3 separate regions of the Sus scrofa genome follow, and all the other regions are linked to region 1. Evidence: chromatin contacts called from public Hi-C data. All regions are on one chromosome and are shown on one strand. The core of a region is the stretch at or near the end of the contact, and the rest is flanking DNA. Distances in the headings are between cores, read along the strand shown.

Region 1 (2,700 bases), core at 23-2,522:
GGTTAGTTACTAAAGCCGGAGAACATAAGTTAATAGCATATTTTATATAAATTACTACCACAAATTTCATACAGTTAACTAATTTTTTAAAACTACTGGGATAACAAGATTCTATGAATATTGATTAGTCCGTTTATACCTTATTTGGGGAGAGACTTGACGCCTGTTACTTCTCCACTGTTTTAAACCTGGAGATGTATAAATATCTCTAGAACCACAGAAGGATCTCTTTATTAATTCACTAAGGCCATCACTACCTCGTTTCCTCTCTTACAATATCGTCAGTCACCTATAAGATATTGAATTTAAGAGTGGTGCTATATCCATGCTGCACATTGGACTTACACTCCAATTGTCAAGGCTCCTTCCCACGAGGATGAGGATCCTTTGCCAAAGCTGACAATTATGAGAGGTATCCTGTGTTTATTAAACTGATGACTTGATTGTGTTCTCCTTAACTAGATGAGAGGCTGCAGAACAAAAGAGCTTTGGAAGGAGCCAGCTTGAGTTCTGTCCCATAAATGAGAAACTCCAAAATTGTGAATCATTCAATTCTTTAAACCTTTATTTCAATGAAAATAATGACATCCTCAACCTCAGTAAGTTATTTGGAGAAAAAAAAATGAGATGTCATGGTTAGGCTTTACTACTATTAAGTCATAAACTACATGTTAATCCTATAGCAGTTCTATATTGGAAGACAAGTTACTCTCATGTGGAAAACAAAACACACACACACGTACACACTGACTGTGACCTTTGATGCAACACCTCACTTCTTAGAGCTCTATTCTCTTCATCTCTAACAGAAAGTCTAGAAGCCCTTCATGATTCCTACCAGCCATAAATATTTACAGTCTTATGAGTGACATTCAATGGACTAAGACAGATATATGCTAGAGATGTCTTACTTAATATCTTTTATTTGGAAAGATTATGGGGGAAAAACCCAGTTTTCTTTATCCAAGGATAGTTTGTTATCTATCAGGCTTTGCATGTTTTCAGCAGATTTCTCTGTTGTTTTACTTTACAGCCTCTGAAAAGCAGATTCAGCTACAAAAGAAACGTGGTCGTTTATGAAGCACGTATTACTTTGTTTAAAAAAAAAAAAAAAAAGCGGACCCTTTGCATTCCCACTGAGCTAGGTTGAGCGACTCATGCTACTCAAGATAAAAATCAGGATCTGTCATGAGTTGATTTCTGCCTCCCTTTTCTTTTGATTCGCTCTCTGATCCCCCAGGTTTCCTCTTGGCTTCACCGACCACTTCTTGGCCCAAATATAACTTCCCTCTATAGGATACTACAGAGAGTCAGATAAACGTTCTATCTTCTTCTAAAGTAAGCGTTCTATCTTCTTCTCTCCCTGCCTTCTGTGTCCTCTCCTCTTTCTTTGGGAGGCCAGGGCAGGAGCGGATCCATGTTTCTGACTTTGTTATCATTTTCCTTGTGTCAGAACTTTGTTGGTTCTCAAAGGCTAAAATTTGAAAATGAATCTTGATCTTGAACTCTTATTTTTAATGCTGTATCTCCTCTTATCACTGCTTATAAAACATTACCACAATTTGTCCTCAGGCTGACCCTACCTCTGTTGAAATCCTTTTTAAGCCTTAATTATATCCTGTCTTGATGTTTTCAGTTCCTTCTTTAGCAATCTTCCACTCCCTAAAATTTTGGCTGTACTGAATACTTCAACTAGACTCTTTGTGTACAGGAAAGAAATGTCATAACTTTAATAATGCATCTTCTTTTTACTTTCATTTTAATAGAGATATAAAGATAACTTAATCTGCTATACCTTCCTTACCTGTATTAAGAAAAATTTACTGAGAAGTGAGTCGATTCTTTTTTTCTCCTCAAATTCCACCTTCATTTTCTATTTCCCTTTTTTTATGTTTTAATTTTTATCAGGCTACAGAAGATTGATTTTTTTTTTAATTATCCTTGATTTAGTAAATTCAGAGCTGAAGGAGTGGTTCATGAAGATGTTAGAAAGAATCATATCAGGATTTGCAGGATTCCAACAGATTTCCTTTAATCATCTTCTGGATCCAGTATCCAGGCTTCCCTCCCACGGGCCCAATAAGGTTTCCTTATGGTATGGAGATGACTGCACAGGACAGTTCTCTGTAGGGCAGCAAAGGAGATGAGTTATGCAGATGATGCAGTATGGGAACACCCAGAGGGTAGGTCTTCAAACTTAGAAATGCTTATTTTTTTTAAAAAAAAAAAAAAAGAGGGAGCAAGTATTGATTATTGATCTCAAGGAAGGTAGTTGAACACAAACTAGAGCCATGGGACTTTCTGCTTAAAAATGTATGTATCCAACTCCTATTAAAATGACACCTCATGTCCAGGGAACTCCTTGCTCTTGTGAGTGAAAATGAGATCCATAGTAAATGTTTAAGAAACATTAAACAATAAGCTGTAGTTTCTGGGTGGCTTTTCAAGTCATAACTAAACCATGGAGGATACTTTATGACCTAAGCAGTAAGTTAACTCTTCTGTTCTCCTGCACAATATCTGAATATCTTAGCTACTCTAAACCATTAAGCCCCATTGAGAAATTCAAGGCCAAAATGCAATAGTAAAGCAAAAGCGATCAAAAGAACATTAAAAAAAAAAAAAAAAAAAAAAAAAAAAAAACCACCGAGATGGTGAGGAAGGTGTGACTAGATAGAGACATAGGTAGCTGTAGTGAGT
Region 2 (2,700 bases), core at 69-2,568, 280 kb before region 1:
CACAATATTATACTTAAAAATTGATTCATATAACTGACTATCTGTAATCATATACATATATTCATCATGAGTTCATCTTTCCTATCTCCTTGGGAGTATTTAGAGTCTAATTGTTTACATTTCTATGAGTTCTGCTTATTTCCTGAAACTTTTTAGATGTTGTGATACTTGCAGCTTTATAGTCGTTTTGCTCTGAAAATTTTTGATTGCTTTAACTCTTCTGATTGATCTTGTTTTAAAATGTAATCTATTTCCTGCAGTCTAATCTTTTATTTTACTGGGTATAAGCTACTGTTTTACTTAGTGAGAATGAACAAGATGTACCCTGCATGTAATTTTATATAGATTGAAATGAATCTAATTTTGCTATAAATTCTATTGACTTTCAGTATTTCCCTTTTAGGAAAGAGTCATCATATGGCTGTTTTTATATTTACTACTTCTTAACTTTAATTCTAGTCACTGTCTTCTTTTTCATGTAATAACTTTATGAGCAATGCATATTTCAATTGACTTCAGTTTATAATTTTGCATTTTATCAGCATAGATTATATTGTAAAATGTTTTCCCCTATATCTTTTTGAAATTTTCAAATATGTTAAACAGGTAAAATTAAGAACACAATGTTTTTCTTCAGAAGAACCGTGGATAGTCCCATTATTTGTTTTCTAGTAAAAATCTCCATTACCTACGTGATTTTGCATCCAAGTTTATTATATATAAAATAAATAGGCATTTTACTTATATTGAAAATGGAAAAGAGGACATAAACATTTAGATAAAAGTAGACATGAACAGTAAAATTATATGGAAATTAAATGTTCAACCTTAAAGTAAGATGGCTCCTCAAAATACAGTAAATGATACATGAGGGAAGAAAGGATGAGGATTTAAAAAATCTTTTTAAGGACAAGCTTTTTTTAGGTAGTACTTGGATTACTCAAGAAATGTCCAGTTTAAAATGTGATAGGGTTAATTATACCCATATAGAAAGCATGGGAAATTAGATTAGAAAAGAATATGCATTTTTAATAAACAGACAATCAAAATGTAGAAAATGAAGGTATAGATGCTAAAAATAGTGAAGGGTTGAAACTGAAATGTCACTAATTAATATCTGGAAGAACATAAAATGAGCAGGGAAAAAAGTCACCATTTATGGAAAAAGTAGTGACCATCCTTAAAAAAGAAAAGGAGGGAAAAAAAAAAAAAAAAGATCCTGGTAATTATAAACCAGTCAGCTTAACGTTGATACCAGGGCAGATACTAGAGCAAATCATCAAACAATCAATTTACAATCATCTAGAAGAGCAAAAGTTAGTGGGTAGCAACCAACATGGTTTTGTGAAGAGCAAATTGTGCCAGGCCAATTTAATTTCCTTCTATGATAGAGTGACAGGCCATGTAGATAAGGGCAAAGTAATAGATGTAATCTATCCAGACTTCAGTAACGCTTTTGATTCCTCTCCACATGACATTCTCATCAACAAGCAAGGAAGATACGGTCTAGACCATACTTTGGTTAGTTGAGTGCACAGTGGTCTGTGGATTCATACTCCATGGTTGATTATCAGCTACTAGTCGTCATCCAGAGGGGCCCTGTAGATTGTCAGACAAGCAGGCTGGTATCGTTAATAAGACCAGTTATGTTTCCTTTGATGAAGATGGAATTAGATTGGCATAGCGGCATGTTACGTCAAATCCCTTTTGTTACAGGAAGAGAGACCAACTTCCTCAGCACCTTGTATCTCCTAGACACATCTACAAAGTGATCGTCCAGGGAATGAATGACATACAAACAAAGCTGTCAGTTTTATGAGTTATTTCCATCATAACTGCTGTTCCAAGGTGTGTCAGGTAACTTGTGGTATTCGGATAGGCTCCCTGAGAATAAATTACCTTCCTAAACACAGTTGAAACCATACTCAAAGGAAGCAACTGAAAGAGAGGAGAGGAGGGCTTTTATGTTAAGCAGGAAGGAATGTTGATATTAAAGTGACCCAGAAATAACTGAATGAAGCACCTTTATCGTGACCTAGATAGAGATTTGAGAACATTTAGTTTACAGATCATATGATGGTAAGCAGTAAAAGAAAAAAAAAAAGTGTTAGTAACTTTGTAGATAAAAAAAACATTTCTAAACAATTTTGATATTTTGTGAGAATAGTCTATGGAAAAAAACAAGATAAAGGTCATGGGAACGAAACAGATAAAAGATAGTTAAAAAAAAAAAAAAAAAAAGACTGGCCTGGCTCTTCTTATTGGGAACTGGTTCCAAAATATCACTGAGCCATACTTAGATATCTATGAGCAGAGTCGTGTAATAATATTTTTAATGGATTAAGAGGAGAGTGCCTGAAAGCTAAACATTCTTAAATTTATTTGTAGAGTGGAAATAATAAAAATGCATGTTTATTAACGCATATTTCTACCAAATAGTGACAAGCCCTCTTTAAGGATGGTATTATTTATCCACATTTTATAATGCTTCATTTAAAGCTAGTTGAGTAGAAAAGGTGTGTAGTAGAGGAGGGAAACATGTTTTTATGAGAACCTACATTAATGGTGACCTAGAAAACAATGGCTTCTAAGTGATTCAGTGGTTAACCTGACTCCTTGGTTCACGGGAGATGAATTTCGAAGCTGATTAGTCACTGCAGTCTCTGCTGGGTATTCATCCTGTTTTGTGGCACATTTGGA
Region 3 (2,745 bases), core at 217-2,716, 460 kb before region 1:
AGCCTTACCTTTCACAGGCCAGCTCTTTATACCTTCCAGAAGATGTCCTGATGGGGTTATAAATGACACTGATTACAGTGCCTCCTGCACACTGAGCATCCTACATTATGCTCAATCAGTCCAGGCTCTCTGCTGACCTCCAGACCCTTTTAGCATATGGAGTTTGGTGGGGCTTACAGGGATGCTGGTCAACTGAACAAAGCCGGGCAGGATTTCAGATCAGAATGGATGATCTCACAACCTGGGGGTAAAAGTCAGCAGTATCTGGTAGATACATGTTAACTGCAGAGGAGATTATTAGTAAATACTGATTACATAAAGTAGCCAGTTCCACTGCCTCTTGGATAGACACTCCTTCAAGTCAACCTGGGAGAATATATTTAATACTTAATGTATAGGAATCTATGAGAAATTAAGGTAGCTTCAAGCAATTAAACTTGGCCAAAATAATAACTATGCAAATCACTTCAAAATTTGTTCTTTTGGCTTGCAGTTTCCAACATACCACATACACAATAATTGAATAAGAATGAAACAAAACTTCGAAAGCTAAAGAACCATGAAATAGTTATTGGGGCTTACCTGCTTGGGAAATTATGGCAAGATCAAATCTTTTATTAGTTGCTGGCTGCTTCCCTGTGGCAGAACAACTAAAAGCATGAAAGATTGCGGAGCTGGGGTGGGAACTCTGAACTTCTACAGACTTCCTCAAAAAGTTAGTGTTCTGATTAGAGGCGGTTCATTTCCCACAAGGGTTAATCACCTAGGTGATGGTCCTCCTTTCTGATGTGAGAAAAATCTCGGCCTGGCTCCAAATTCGGACTTTTTACAATCTAAAATGAAAACTCGAGGTGAGAAAGAGCACCGTGAAGACGCTGCTCAGCATCCCATCCGTGTGGGCCAAGAGGGGGATGGTCCGTGTTCGCAGCGGTCTCCTGGGAACCTTGAGAGCAATGAAATGGTCTCCTGAGAGCCTGAGCAGATGAGAGGACTTAACTGGCCCCAAGACACACAGTTGGCATTTGTGATCAGCTGGCTCTCACAGAGGATTTTGCCAGTGGCCTAACCTTCCTGCCAAAAAGCTGGAAGGGAGGGGGAGGAAACTAGGGGAGGGGGCAGCATAACTGGAAGCACAAAGTTTATGGAGACTGAGATTTCTTTGTGCCCCGCTGGATAGGCAAGGCATATAAGAGGAGAGTTGGGGTCCATCAGAGAGGGCTGTTGAAAGAAGTTGCCGCGAAGAGGAGGAGGGGTGCTCTGGCAAATGCCCAGAGCTGACGCGGTGACAACTGCAGAAGGTGGCCCCCCTCCAAGGTCTCCCCACGCCTCCCTCGGTCCCCCCAACCCCCGACCTTGCTCCCTTGCACCCCACCCGACCGAGGCCAGGGCCCTAGTTTGCATCCGGACTGGCTTTGGATGCAGCCAATCCTCCTTTTGCTGATGGAATAGTCCCCCCCTCCCCACAGCTCCGGCGCGCCCCTCCCTCCCGCGCCTCGCCACCTCCCGCGGCAGAGCGAGAGCTGCGCGGCCCGGAGCGTCGGCGGCGGCGGCGGCGGCGGCGGCGGCGCGGCGGCGGCGCTCGAGTATCTGACCCGCGAGCCGCGGAGCGGGGAGCGAGCGCGCTCCTCCTTCCGCGCCTGCCGCCCCCTCTCTTCCCCTCTCCCCTCTGCTCGCTCTCCCTTCCCTCCCTCCTTCTCTTCCTTCTTTTTGTGCCCCCCATTCCCCTTTTCTCTCTTTTTGTTCATTCGTTTGCAAATTCCCATTCTCTCACCCCCCCAACCCACCCAGCGCTCACCCACACTCCCCCTCCCCTCCGCACTGTCACACTCTCTCTGCCCCCTCTCTCCTCATTTGCCTGCTCATCTCCAAACGTGGATCCGTGGCTCCCAGAGGAGCCTAGCGCCCGAATCCCGCGCGTCCGGAGCACCTAGAGTCCGGCCGGCGGCGGCCCGAGCCTGGCCCGCGGCGGCGGTGAGAGCGGCGGGAGCCGAAGGAGCGGCAGCCCCTAAAGCGGGCACCGCGGCAGCCCCAGTGGCAGCGGCCGCCGCCGAGATGTCCCGGCGAAAGCAGAGCAAGCCTCGGCAGATCAAACGTAAGTTTGCACTCGGGGCCGGGAGTTGGTGGGATTATTTCTGGGGAGGGGGGTTCGCGGGGCGGGAAAGGGAGGGAGAAATCCGCTCCCGCTGCGACGGAATTGTCAAACTTTGCCTGAGCAGCTGGAGGGACAAATTGTCAGTTACAGATAGACAGCCCGAGTGCCGGGCAAGAAAGAGGCTAGGACCAACAGCCCACTCCTGCTCGGCTCAGCCTTCGCGCTCCTGTGTCCTTTTTAATTCCGACCCCCGCGCGCAGTTAGCTCTGCTTTCTCGTAGAGCCTGAGGGGCAACCCCACTCATTTAAGTGATAGTTATTAGTGTGGTTGTTGTCATTGTTGTTGCGTTTGACGGGGTGCTACTCTTGGGGACCACTTTTTAGCAACCTGGGTAAGAACTTAGTTCTCCGAACAGCTGGTCGAAACCTCGGGGCGAGGAAGGCAACGTCCCCAGGCGGTGGAAAATCAGTGTCTGAGTCCCGATCCTGGGCGGTGCCTTAGCCACGCCAAAGCCGAAGCGAAACAAAAAGTAGGTGTAAAAGTTCGCGCCTTGGCAGCGGGTGGCCGTGCGCCTCCGCCCTGCGGGTGCGGGGCTGGCGGCGGGCGGTCTGACCAAAGGCCCTGGGCCGGTCCTGTTCGCGTCGCAGGGACGC

Evidence for each region. Hi-C and Micro-C count contacts between places; a contact is called where the count stands out from the background.
Region 2: a Hi-C map of omental adipose tissue shows a contact between it and region 1, with 2.1 times the contacts expected there. The contact joins two enhancer-like sites. A contact is called at or near these places in 2 of 47 Hi-C or Micro-C datasets (embryonic fibroblasts and omental adipose tissue).
Region 3: a Hi-C map of omental adipose tissue shows a contact between it and region 1, with 2.0 times the contacts expected there. The contact joins two enhancer-like sites. A contact is called at or near these places in 14 of 47 Hi-C or Micro-C datasets (brain, embryonic fibroblasts, epiblast stem cells and 8 more) and 1 of 2 datasets of contacts at active chromatin or transcription factors (skeletal muscle).

The regions. Positions count from the first base shown.
Region 1 is chr4:31,636,758-31,639,457 of Sscrofa11.1, reverse strand. All of the region lies in intron 4 of ZFPM2 (zinc finger protein, FOG family member 2), which reads left to right. Among named protein-coding and RNA genes, the nearest start is that of ZFPM2, 360 kb to the left of the region's middle. Within about 2 kb of position 1,272, at least 2 of the 83 cell types and tissues checked have an H3K27ac peak or open chromatin away from gene starts, as enhancers often do. A contact at or near this core is called in omental adipose tissue, where this site is marked.
Region 2 is chr4:31,914,584-31,917,283 of Sscrofa11.1, reverse strand. All of the region lies in intron 2 of ZFPM2 (zinc finger protein, FOG family member 2), which reads left to right. Among named protein-coding and RNA genes, the nearest start is that of ZFPM2, 80 kb to the left of the region's middle. Within about 2 kb of position 1,318, at least 7 of the 83 cell types and tissues checked have an H3K27ac peak or open chromatin away from gene starts, as enhancers often do. A contact at or near this core is called in omental adipose tissue, where this site is marked.
Region 3 is chr4:32,093,057-32,095,801 of Sscrofa11.1, reverse strand. No RefSeq gene overlaps it. Among named protein-coding and RNA genes, the nearest start is that of ZFPM2, 98 kb to the right of the region's middle. Within about 2 kb of position 1,466, at least 58 of the 83 cell types and tissues checked have an H3K27ac peak or open chromatin away from gene starts, as enhancers often do. A contact at or near this core is called in omental adipose tissue, where this site is marked.